Regions from separate parts of the Sus scrofa genome. Here region 2 is linked to region 1. Evidence: chromatin contacts called from public Hi-C data. All regions are on one chromosome and are shown on one strand. The core of a region is the stretch at or near the end of the contact, and the rest is flanking DNA. Distances in the headings are between cores, read along the strand shown.

Evidence for each region. A called contact is a pair of places that touch in the nucleus more often than the background predicts.
Region 2: a Hi-C map of liver shows a contact between it and region 1, with 4 times the contacts expected there. The contact joins the enhancer-like site here to the promoter of LOC106507881 in region 1. A contact is called at or near these places in 1 of 5 promoter capture datasets (liver) and 5 of 47 Hi-C or Micro-C datasets (heart right ventricle, liver and skeletal muscle).

The regions. Positions count from the first base shown.
Region 1 is chr9:129,576,541-129,583,067 of Sscrofa11.1, reverse strand. It overlaps LOC106507881, which reads right to left and starts at 3,012. Exons shown (of 9, transcript XR_002336008.1): 1 at 2,847-3,012; 2 at 2,421-2,556. It also overlaps a transcript of PROX1 not described here.
Region 2 is chr9:129,611,280-129,617,161 of Sscrofa11.1, reverse strand. The region is part of intron 3 of LOC106507881; the gene reads right to left. Among named protein-coding and RNA genes, the nearest start is that of PROX1, 42 kb to the right of the region's middle. Within about 2 kb of position 2,936, at least 2 of the 83 cell types and tissues checked have an H3K27ac peak or open chromatin away from gene starts, as enhancers often do. A contact at or near this core is called in liver, where this site is marked.

The DNA of each region.
Region 1 (6,527 bases), core at 1,763-4,262:
AGGTGTGGAGGGCATGTGTCCTTTACTCCTGCCAGTTTATTTGTGGGCCGGCGCTAACAAGGCCCTACTGGGATACTCGAAGAAAATAATAGGAGGAAAAAGAAGAAAGGAAGTAGCCCTGATACATTTCGCAGAACCCAAATTTCTCCCCTCAGTACACCCGCTTACCTCGAAAAGGACCCAACCAATAGAGACATTATTCCATTCTGTATCTAATGGGCACGTTGCTAGATTATTTCTGTCCCCAGCCTAAATTGTCACATCCCGATTAGAACACTTGATACAATAGTCGATTATTGGAAGTATGGGTGGTGTGTTTGCCAGCGTCTCTGTGGTTTCCCTAATGGGGTGGAGGGAGTGTTTGGAGGCGGTGAAAGGGGAGAAACGAAGGCTGGGGGTGTTCAAGCGAGTCTTTTTTTCTTATCCGCAACACCTAACCAGGCCGGCCTGACTTTGTTTTTTCTTTTTCTCAATGGTTGAATCCCGTGCCAAAAGTTCCCTACGGGGTAAGGACTCGAACTAATGTATTAGCATCACTGTTCTTATTCAAAATTAGACTTCTTCACAGTTTGATGAATTTGGGACTGAAATTGTAAATGTCCTAGAAAAAGTGTGTGTGTGTGTGTGTGTTGCAGAAGATGGTGGTCGTGGTCGGTCAGTGTACTTGTAACACACTTCATAAACATCCTGTCGTCACAGGCGCAACATGATTCAACCTTTGATCTAATTAAATTCGAGGGACACACGAAACACACTTGTCTCCATCCTACCAAAAAAAGGAGTGTCTAATTGACTAGGTATGAATGTTTCTGCTTCGCAGCCCTTGCAAGTCCTAGCTTTTATAGGATCTTTAGGTCATAAACGCGGTGGCTTTATTAAAAGCCGTTTACTGTTCCCGGGGAAAGAGACATTCTCGCTGCCGCTGGAAGCTTGCGCTTTAGCGATAGCAACTTGCAAATCCCAAGAAGTTCTTTAAGAGCCACCTTATCTGAAGAAATCGTGCGGGCTCTTTTTCGTCCAAGAAATGTCAAACCAAAGTGAGTTTTCTATGGCTTGACTTAGAAGCCCGAAATTTAAGCGTTTGAAATTTCTTACCCAGGAAACTTTAAAGTTTGCTACCTAGGCGTCAAAACTGTGTAAATCCTCGATGAAACCCCTCTCTTTGATCATTCTGGGGTGAGTGAGTTACTGAGCGGTAATCGTGTGGTAATGTTTGCAACATTTTTTTTTTCCATAAAGGCTGCTGTACCTACAATCCAAACAACGCTGTCAGAGGTAACCAAGGACAAATCTTCTTCTGCCTAACAGTTTTGACCGGAGATTGACTAGGATTCAGCCAAAACTGGTCTTCTAATATCAGATGCAATAAAGCCGGCGTGAAACCTCTAGCACCTATTGTTTTCATCCCAAACCTACCTGTATTTTATTGTCCACCTCCCCTTTCAAAGGAAGGGAGGATGACACGTATTCTTGATACTAGCTATGATCGTTTAAAAAGTGGAAGGATTTGAGGAGCCCCACTCCCTTCTCTGATGCCATCCCCACCCCTCAAACCCCCACTTATTCTCCAGTAACACTTTTCCGTGCCTTCCTGCACCCCTGTCCGAGGAGCGCTCACTCGCTCGGCGGCTCGGCCAACTTGATCAGCGGTATCTGGGAAATGAAGGGAAAAGAAAAAAAAAAAAAAAGGACCTGCGTCCTGGAAGAGCGATCGTGAGCCGAGCGGCGCTGGCGCGGTCGCCCGCCCGCTTTGCACAGTGCCCGCAGATGGCTCGCTCCGGCCCCGGCGCGGCGATCCCGGCGCCCCGAAGCAGCGGCTGGGCGAGGGTGAGGGTGGGGGCCGGGCATGGAGGCGGGGGAGGGGAGCGCGGGGCCCCTCTCCCCTCCTCTCCTCCCAGCCCCTCACCCCCACCCCTTTTATATATTTTTTTTTTCCTCCCAAGTTCTCTTGCCTCGCTATCCCCCCTTGAATCCGAAGGCGCCTCGCGATTGGGTGCTGGGGCCGGGTACGTCAGTCAGACTGTGACGTGCAGTCTTCCTGTTTCCTTCAGCTGTGTCTTAAAGTAAATCTTGTTGTGGAGCGGAGCCCTCAGCTGAGGGAGCGCTCGGAAATAATACACCATTGCAGCCGGGGAGAGCAGAGCGGCGCAAAAGAGCTCTCGCCGGGTCCGCCCGCTCCCTCTCCGCTTCGCTCCTCTCCTCTCCTCCTCCTCCCTCTCCTCCTCTCTCCGATCCTCGGCGGTCCTCCTCTCGCCTCTTCTCTTCCCCTCTCCTCGCTGCCCTCCTCGCCCCCTCTCCTCTCCCTGGCCATCCTGCTCTGGCTGTCCCATCTCCCTCTCCCCCTCGGCCCGCTCGCGCGCTCCCGCACGGACCCACCGTCCCTGGTCCAATTATCATATTCATCACCCGCAAGATCTCACCGTGTGTGTGCGCGCGTGTGTTTTCCTCTCTCCGCCTGCAAAAAAGGCTCGGTCCCACTGCTCTCTGCACCGCGTAAGTATCTTCTCCCCTCGCGAGTCCCCTCCCCTTTTCCAGAATCACTTGCACCGGCTTGTTCTTGAATGGGAAGAGAAGAAAAGAGACTCCCGTTACTCAGCCCCGTGTAAACCTCTTCCCCACCCCCCCCCAGGATAAAATGGTGCTCTTGAAATGAATCCTAATAAAATAGCCTCTAAACAGTTTCTAAGCTGGAGCCTCAGTGGAACTCAGCGCTCCGCTCCTCCCAGTCCCTAAGAGTAAGTGATCCGTTTGGCTTTTATTTCTTTCTCTTTCCTGCTGGCGGCTTGGGGGTGGTGGTGGCGGCGGGGGGAGGCTGAGAGTGCTGGACTTGTCGCTGATCTTGTCACCTTTTGTGTACTGTTTCTGGGGGGTGAGGAGGCGTTTGCTTCCTTTCCTTCTTTCTCTCGCCCTCTCTTCTCGGGAGAGAGGACCGCGAGGGGGACCGGCTTGCTTTTTGTTCGTCTGGGTCCCCGCTCTCCTCCCAGCTCCATCCTTCCCATCTCCCCGGGTGAAAACTCCTGGGCCAGTCCCCACGTCCTTTCTCTTTGTCTTGTTTATTAGAGCTGCCTTTCTTCCAGGCTCTTCCAATTTGCTTGTCATTTGCATACCTTTCACTTCTCCTTTTTAACCCCAGCAGAGGGCCAGGGAGTCGGGAGGAAGGGAGAGGGAGGAGGGGGGCGCTCTATTACTTTCCTCTCCGACCGCTGTCGAAGGCGAAATGTTGAAATGCGGCTTGGAGCAGTGGCGAGATGGTCCCGGGAAACGAGCGCGGCGCCCCTCTCCCGAGCTCCCAGGACCCAGGGGCTGGGTCAAGTTGCGTAGGGGGTAAGATGGCCCCGGGAGCCTCAGGGGGTCGCGTGGTGTGGAGGGGCTGGGGCCGGAGCGCCGCGGGGGGACAGAAGGATCGCGGTCCGGGTGGGGGCAGCGGATGTGCTCACAGTCATCGCTGGCAGTCGACGCGGCTGGTTGGGCTGCTTGGATCTGATCTTGGTGGGTCTGGGTGGTACCTACGGTTCTGCCCCACTTCGGAGGGCCGGAGAGGGAGGAGAGCAGAGGTGAGGGTGATTGTTACAGGGAAGAATAGTGAGGGGGCGGGAAGCGCTGCTATCTGGCCTGAACAGACAAGGAGGGGGACCAGAGGGCAAGTCCGGGGGAAAACATCACCCAGAGCCCAGTTTAGCAAGTTGTTTGTTCTTCTGATGTGCCCGCCACTTACTCCTCCGGTTAAAACTGTACGTAGGTGGAGATTGTGGGTTGGAGGGGTGAGGTGGGAGGGGGGCAGGAGGGAGGTAAAGGGGAGTAGCTTTGGAGAGAGACTCTCAGGTCTCCCGCCACTTTTGAGCTTTTTTCGGAAGTTGAGAGTCCTCCAGGCAGGCGGAGGGAAGAACTGGGAGGAGGGGTTGAGCGACAGTCTTCAATAGCCCAAGGAGGCAGGTTGGAGTGGGAAACTGCTGTTCTTGGCAATCCAGAACCCACTCTGCCTGGGGGAAGGCTGGGAACTCACCTGCCTGTTTTTTATTTTTCCAAGAAGGTCTGCGTTGTCTCCTGGAGCTTATAAAAACAGTGCGAGCACAGGGTGGCCTTCTCTCAAAGTCAAGGCTAGAAGTCTTTTCTCTAGCTCTTCCCCCCGCCCCACCCATCTATAATCTTCTTTTACAAAAAAATAAATGTCCTTTCCTACCCTCGCTAGGCAGAGGTCTATTAGCCCAAGTCTGCACATGGGCAGGGCCTGACAGGTGTGTTGTGTCAAGAAAGACAGGTGCAAATTTCCTCTGTGTCTGTGTGCGTCTGAACAGTTCCAGGCCACAGTGCACGCTCCAGGGTTGCAGAGGTTTATGAATTTATGGTTGCCCTGGGTAATAGGATTGTCCAGACTAATGGGAACTGGGCTGTTGTCATGTTGTGAGCCCTGCCATGTGAGTTCTTTGGTTTGGAAGGGGGGCGGGGGGACAAGTTGGTATGTGTTTGTTTATTTTCCTTAAGGATGTTGGCAGGCTGCTGCCGAGGCTGTGTCTCAGGCTCCTGTCGGCCAGGCAGCTGAAAGTACCCCCACTTCAGGCAGCAGGTGGAGAGAGATTGACTTTCTCTTTGCTTTTCCCTCTTGTTTGCGCCTGTCTCCCAGGTCTGTGAGGGTGTCGGGGGTGGGGAGAGCCTGGGGGGAGTGGTGAGAGCAGTCTTTTGTGTGTGTGTGTGTGTGTGTGTGTCTGTGTGGTGTTGGACATCCATGGGTGGTGTGTGTAACTGCCAAGAATACCAAAGTCAGTTTGAAAGTGTTACTGTTGTGAAAGCCTATCTTTTTAGCGTGCTGCTTTTTCCCTGCCCAGAAAGAATGGGTGTGTGCATGAACTCTTTCAAGTCATATGTTAAATACGCTCGTAAAGTAGAATGAGCCTGTCATTGTACCAGACATGTGCCAGATGTCCTGGTTCTTACTTTGATGGGGAAGGAAAACTGTGCTTTTCTATTTGATGCAAGATGCAGGCAGCCAGGTCTCTGAAGAGTATCTTGCAAGAACTTCTGAGCCTTTGCCAAACGCAATGGGCTGTGGGTGGTGAGGAAGAGAGAGGGGGTAATCTGGTTGCCCTGTCCATGTGTGACAACATGGACCTGGCTCTGCCGTGGTGACACAGACGAAGGTAAGGACCGTGGCTTCACGTGTGAGGGAAGCTATTGAGAATTCTGGGTTAACAGTGTATCTGGATTCTTAAAATCTGACCTTTAAAATTTTTCGTTAGACAGGCTCCTTCTTGAGTGGCACAGAAATAGCTTAGGTGGCGAATGGTTTTTGTTGGTTGGTTTGGTGGCTGGGGTGATGGTCATTGTTTCATGAAAATGAGAGAGTATGTGTCATTTATTCTTTCAAATTAAACGTGCAAGTTCCTCCCAGTACTTTGCTTGCATGCTTTTGAAGTTCTTTTGTAATTAAAATGTCATTTAGGGATATGTTCCCTTGCTTTATTTTTAATAAGGGTTATCTGTGCTTGGCACTTGCTGATATTTTTATGTGTCCATGATGCAGAATTCTGTTTCGTTTAATCACCACCTTGTGGGGAAAAAGTCATGCATCTTTGTTCTCACTTTATTCATTCCCCAGCATCTTTCCTTGATAAGTAGCCCTTACAATCCTAAAACATAACCTAGCTACCAGGCTTGCTCTTGATTTGTTCAAAGTGAAATAGGCCTTTTTGCACGAATTTCTTCTAGGCATTGTTTTGCATCTGCGACTGGTAATGGAAGGACTTTTTAGGTTTGGGATTAACAAAAGATTATAAAATGTTCCTGATTTTAGAATATGAAGATGGATTGTGCGTGATATATTCTTATTGGGTTTTCATTATGTACCTGGATAAATGGGAAAGGATGTATCCATAAGGAATTTCTCAAACCTTATTGCCTGGTGTTTTCTAAAGCTTCAAAGGACACATAGAGTATTTCCGTTCTCTTCAGAAAGTGTGTTTTTTCGTGAAGTTATTTCTCACTCTCTTTTTTTATTTACTAATTTGGTGAATTACTGCTTTTTAAATAAGGAGAAATGAATATTTTAGGCCTGTCTCTGTAAATGTTCTGTGTTCCTTTTGCAGGCAGAAAATGTATGGAGTTTTTGATGGAAGGGAGGAATTTTGAGTGAAATGGTTATGATTTGAGAATTCTCATGATAGGAAATATTAAAGCCTGATAGGAGATTTTGAAATGCAATCTTAGTTAATTTAAGCATTCGCTAATATCAAGCGGATTCTTCACAATAAACATCAAAGGCTTCCTTAACCTGACAGCAAGCCGAAACATCTCCAAAGGAAAAGTCGCTAATTGGCAGAAATGAACTTTTAAATACAGCAAAGGAGACAGCTTGGTAGGGGGCAGGGGTGGGGAGTTCCTAAATGAAATCATCTGATTTCCCTTCTGAACTTCTGATTTCCAGACAGATTTCCAATGTTCTTTGTTAGTGTCATTCCACTTGAGATTTCATAGCCAGGTTGAACCAAGGAGATCAGAGGCCCACTCAAAGGTGGTTTTCTAAAAGAAGTAAA
Region 2 (5,882 bases), core at 1,687-4,186, 34 kb before region 1:
TTGCATGAGAGGATATCTCATTACCTACCTTAGCTGCTTGGCCTACTCCAGGCTTCGCTAGGAATACAGACAGTGTTAGCTTCTCCCGGCTTCATATCTTTATCACGGTAACTGTCCCCAGCTGTGTGGACAGCCAGCTGCATCAGGAAAAACACCTTCTTCTTCTTTTTTTTTTTTTTTGGTCTTTTGAGGGCCGCACCCGTGGCATATGAAAGTCCCCAGGCTAGGGGTCAAATCAGAGCTGCAGCTGCCGGCCTACACCACAGCCACACAGGATCCTCAGCCCACTGAGCGAGGCCAGGGATCAAACAAGCGTCCTCATGGATACTAGTCGGGTTCATTACCGCTGAGCCACAACGGAACTCCAGGAATAATAACACTTTCGAACAAAAAACGGCAATGCCAGCAAAGGCACGGAGCTGCAAGGGTTGCGGGGCAAGAGCCCGGTACCTGGACTCACAAGCCTGGGGATGAACACAGGCCCTGCTACAAACGGGCCGGGCGAGTCAAAGACCAGCACGCCTCTGTCTCCTCGTCTGCAAAGTGAGTGGGAAAAGAACCCACTTCATTGTTAGTAACTTCGACCGTTCCAGGAGGATTCAATGAGACGCACATGAGAAATAAGCTTTGCACATCAGAAAACACTCCACACACCTGAGACTGTGTTTGTGGTTACAGCATTGCTCAAAGTCACCAAGAGCTCTCAAAGCCAAGGAGAAAAGGGATAAAGCAACAATTCTTAAACTTTGGTTCACGTGAGATTCAGCTCAGGCCTTATTTCAAAGTACGTGTGCCTGTTTCCCAGGTGGTTCCGATTCAAGCCACAGGCGGAGAGACGGTGGGATAAGGGGGTGGCTGGAAATGGATTCCCATTCACGCATCAGATATTTTAAGCACTAGGAAGCCTCAGAGGATACAAATAATTACAAGATACGGCTCAATGTCGAGCGACTTCAGCTCTACGTGTAGAGAGGAGACAAACACCCAGAAACAGATAAAATACAAGGCTGCGTATATCAAAGCAGAAGAGGCAGCGCGTAACGAGCCCTCTTCTGGTTTCTCCCCAGAGCCCTGGCAGACAAACCCATATTGCCCGGAAGAAAATGCTGGTTCTCTCTTAATCCTCCCGTAAGCCCTGCCTGAGCCTCGCTCCCAGACCCTGAGCCTCCCCATGAGTCAGGGTCTCAAAAGGGAGTCAGGGGGAGAGTGCGGGTCCCATCCCCTCCCCGGGAAAGCCAGGCCTCGCCGTGAAGTGGCATCTCTCGCTCAAAGGGTTCATCTCAGAGATGGATCAAAGGACCCTTTTCATTCTGGAGAACTCCTGCTTTATGCGGTGCAGGTAAAGACCAAACAAACCCACCAGAGGCTTGGGCAGCCACAGGGACTAGAATCTGAGCTTCCCCTCTGAAGGTTTCGCTTTGAATCTCCTCCCTCAGGCCAGTCCTGGAGAGCACGGTCGGGCACAGCAAAGCACTGGCTTCAAAGTCCCAGCAACTTTCTATGGGCCTGGGAGGAGACGGAGAAGGTCACCTGCCTTTTTCTCGGCAACTCCCATCGTCCCTTTGTACAGGTCCCAAGACCACAGAGAACAGAGACCTGGTCCAGGAGTCAGGTGCCCTGGGTTGCCGTTGTGCCCCTGCCCATAACACGCTGGGGAACCATCTCTCGCTGGGCCAGACCCTCTGGTAGGGAGGCAGACTGAGACAGCTGACGTCTTGCCCAAGCTAGTTCACAGGATCCACGTGAGAGCGAGAGGAAAACCCTCTTTGCAAGGGAAAAAGAGGCACTGAAATCGAAGAAATTCATCGTCAAACCCCAGAGTTAAAAATCAAAAAAAATAAAAATCATTTACAAATTTTTTTAAAATGTCAACTTCTGAATGACCCGATCTGATTACGAGCCCTGTCTCCCAAGTCCCGAAACTTCTCGGCTCTGCTCTGCTTTGAAGGCAGAGGCTGGTCCTCTTGGTAATTCACCACCGTTGAGTCCTCTGCAGGTAAAGCCTTGCAGGGCTCGCATGGCAGTGCTAGTGAATGCCCGCTGCCTCTCGCAGGGGTGCCTTCCTCACTCCAGGCCTACAGAAGCTTGAGATGCCCCTGCCCTCTCCCCGCCCCAACCCCCAGCCTCCACCGGACCACACAGGTCTGGAGGGAACCCAACAACATCTGACCCCCGTCGCATTCATGTGACACCTTTGTGCAGCACGAAATTCACATGAGAGGGGAAAAAAATACCTCAACCAGGAAATAAATCTTTTTACTGCTATTTCATCCTCCCCTCACGTGGCGCTGGAATATCGCTTTAAAGAACATTCTTGTGGCCTTTCCAGCACTTTTCCTTTAGGTCTGAAAACAGGAGTAGCCCGTCCAAGGGGAAACTACTCCCCAGCAGAGCAGTTCTTCAAAGGGGACTTCTTCGGGCAGGAAAAGGGAACGTCTGATACCGTAGCTGAATAAACAGACTCATCAAGCTCCGTGCCAGATTGGAAAAGCAGGCCCTCTGAGCTTGCAGCCCGCCAGCCGTGCGCCTCCTGTGCACCCTCGCTCTGGCTCTCTCGGCTCGGTCCTTCTGTCCCTCCCGTTTTCTCTGCCATTCTGTCATCTTCTTCACCAAATGCCTTCGTGTCCCTGGGTATAGAACTATTGTTTTTATTATTATCCATTGGCTCATCTGCGAGCCTCTGCAAGTTTCCAAGGCTATTTTGGAACCACAAACTGTTCCATCATCTCTCCCCATGCAGCTCACTTTTCCTCTCAACATGCACACATTCCCAGTTCCCAACCTTTCTCCGAAAGGAGCTCCTTTTTAAAGGGAGAAGAGACGGTGCACACAGCGTGGGAAGCGCTGGACAGGTGGCTGACGGAATCCTAGAGCTTGGTGGGCCCTCCAAAGGTCATTGTTTTCAGGAAAAACTACAAGTTTACAGACTCAGAAAGATAACTGTCTGCCCTGGACTTTGAGAGTCCAGAGTCTACACACCCATTGACCACCCAGTTCAATGTCTCGTAGTCTTCAGGACTCGCAAATATCTACACTAAATGGGTACTGCATTTAGTTTTTCCACGTGGGTGGCTGGTCATGAGTGAAATTTCAAATCAAGGTCATAGCATATGACTTAGGCTTCAGATATGGGAATGTATCTTTTCCATATTGGAAAACTGGGTTTTTTTTTTTCTTTCTTTTTAAAAAGTTATACAGTAAATGCTATGTTTATCTGGACACTCTGGACACTAACGAGTTTTAGTTGTTACCTTGCATAGCCACATACACTCACATGGACAGAGGCAATTCTCTGTGCATTTCCCACAACATATGATCAGTTCTGTTAGAATTTTTTTTCAACCATCCAAAAAGGAGGCAGAGAGGCTCCATCTGATGGCTTTGTTCTTAATGTTCAAACCCTCTCTTAAATATCTATTTGAGCAAAAGTCTTCGGGTGATAAACGTATTTGGAAAAAGTGTATAAAACTCTGCAAAACCTAATTTTGCAATGAAAGGTCAACTCTGTCATTTACTTAGCCTCTATCCATAATTGGCTTCTGCTCGTTTATTATCACACTGCATGACTGTACTATATAAAATGCGTCTTTGACTGGCTTTATAAACATCACGTTCCAACAAAAACAGCAACAAAGAGTCAAAAAAATGAGAATGATTAAGTAAATATTTGGTCAGTAAGGCTCTCTGAGACCCAAAGCATTTTTTCCCAATAAGTTCTTACGCTCAACCACCCAACCACATCCCCACTTCTCCATCAACCTTTATGCCCAGATGTTCTCTTCTAAAAGAGAGCCAAGCGTCACACTCCACGTTGTCCATTTTGAATACTCGTCAGTGAGCACCATGGGGTCATCACAAAAATAGTCCAGGTGTCCTTGCTGTCACTTGTCACCACCACCACCGAAAGTCCAGATGAGCCCTGGATTAGTCAACTTTTTTCAGCATTTGCCTAGCACCATGTTGTGTCTACCTTTGGGGAAGGAGAAAGCAATTCTAATTCAGCCCCTCAGATGTTGTTGGGCAAGTAATACCTGGATAGTTAGAAGGAGCTCACCCACAAATAGATTTTTTTTTAATGATTTTGTACAGGCACCGCCATCAACTGCCTATCAAAGCACGAAGAATAGACGTCAGTGACTATTTTTAACGGGTTGGAGTCTAAAAGGCACCTCCTCTCCGTGTGACTTGCATGGATTTGGTTCTCGGTTATGCAATCCTTGGGGCAAACATCCCCTTAGACATGCTGAAGGGACAAGATGGGAGATGCTCATTTCAGTTACCTTTGCCCAGGCTTTATTTGTTCTGCAGATGATAAACTTTGGACTTCTTTACCCAACCAGTCATCTTGCACAAACAGTAAACACCCTCAAAACTTTCTGTTCCCATGGGACCCTTGAGAAAACAACATGAAAAAAAAAAAAGCATGATTAAAATCTACTTTCTTCGGTCAACATCCTAAGATTGAGCAATTTCTCCACATCTTAAAAGGGACTGTCCTGCGTCAGGTTGAGGGTTAGTAAACTACCTATTGATCAATGAACTGAAATCAGGAATAACTGGAGTCAGAATTCTGAGGTTGCAAATACTTGTTCTGTAACCATTTCCTGTTCTTCCATGTAGCAGCGTGAGGGCCTCATTCACATTCATTCTTTGTAAGCAGTGGTTTCTAACTTTTTAGATCACGTCCCTCTGCCAATAAAAAGATCGTGAGGCATATCCAAACTGGGTATTTTTACTTACAAGGTACACGTGTATTTCAGTATTGTGTGCCTCAAAAAAATACACATGCCAAAACAAACAAAAAAACCCTTTAAGATGAAATTTAAAATTAAAATAAAGAGAAGAGTTAATATCTTCTTTTCAAATAAATAGAAGATTTCTGCACGTCAATGGATCATTTTGGATTCTCCATAGGGTAGGATGTCCTACTTCTGAATCCAGGGCTTTAAGACTGCGGTGAGCTACCTTTGTCCCAAATTCAATCGCCACCTTGCCCTCATCAAAACCTGTTTTCCAGAAAAGATCTGCTCTCAGTCATCGTCATTTTGTGTGAAAAAGGCCCATTATGATGTTAATGCTTCCAACTGGATCTACCTTCTAAGTAGAAGCCTAATTATGAGAAGAAAACTTTAGTCCCTGTTAATGTGATTATCGGGAATGTCGAAATAATTCATGAGATTTGGAGAATGGAAAATGGTTCCTGGTGGCCCTGGTATCTGGCAAGTTGGGATGCTCCTGTCTAAGGGAGAGACAGGGGCAGCACCAAACGTTGTATATAAAAGGGTTTTAGCGACAGCAAATTAGGTGGAAGAGGGAAGAGCAGGGATGACACGATGGTTAGGAGATTTTTTTCCAGAGGCCAACCACACGTTTCAACTCAAAGTGTGTGTTCATTTAGGGAGTCCAACTGGGGCACTATTTAGACATTATACGGAAAGAGCTTAAATCCTCCAAGCCATGCTTGTAACTCTCTCACAATCAATAAAAACAAAACTTGATAGACACCCACAAGGTCAACATGGAAATTCAAAGGCTTGGTAGCCTCAAGTTGAAAAGTAAGACTTCTGTAATTTCAGGGGGTAGGAAAAATCACTTTTGCCTCAAATAATCAATCACAAGTACTTGCAGACTCAAGTACTTATGTTTCTCATGGATTTCTGAAAAGAATTTTCCCGGAGGAAAGATGAGCAACAATCTAGATTATTGTCATTCCTATGAGTATGAAGTTGAGGTGCTTTAAAAATCTGAGTAGTCCATTAAAATATGTATTTGATCTAAATCATCAAGGTATTCATAAAGTAACCTACTTGATTTTAACCTGAAAGGACAAGAGGCAACTGGAGCTTGGAACATGTGGATCAGTGTTGAGAGGTCTCTCCTGT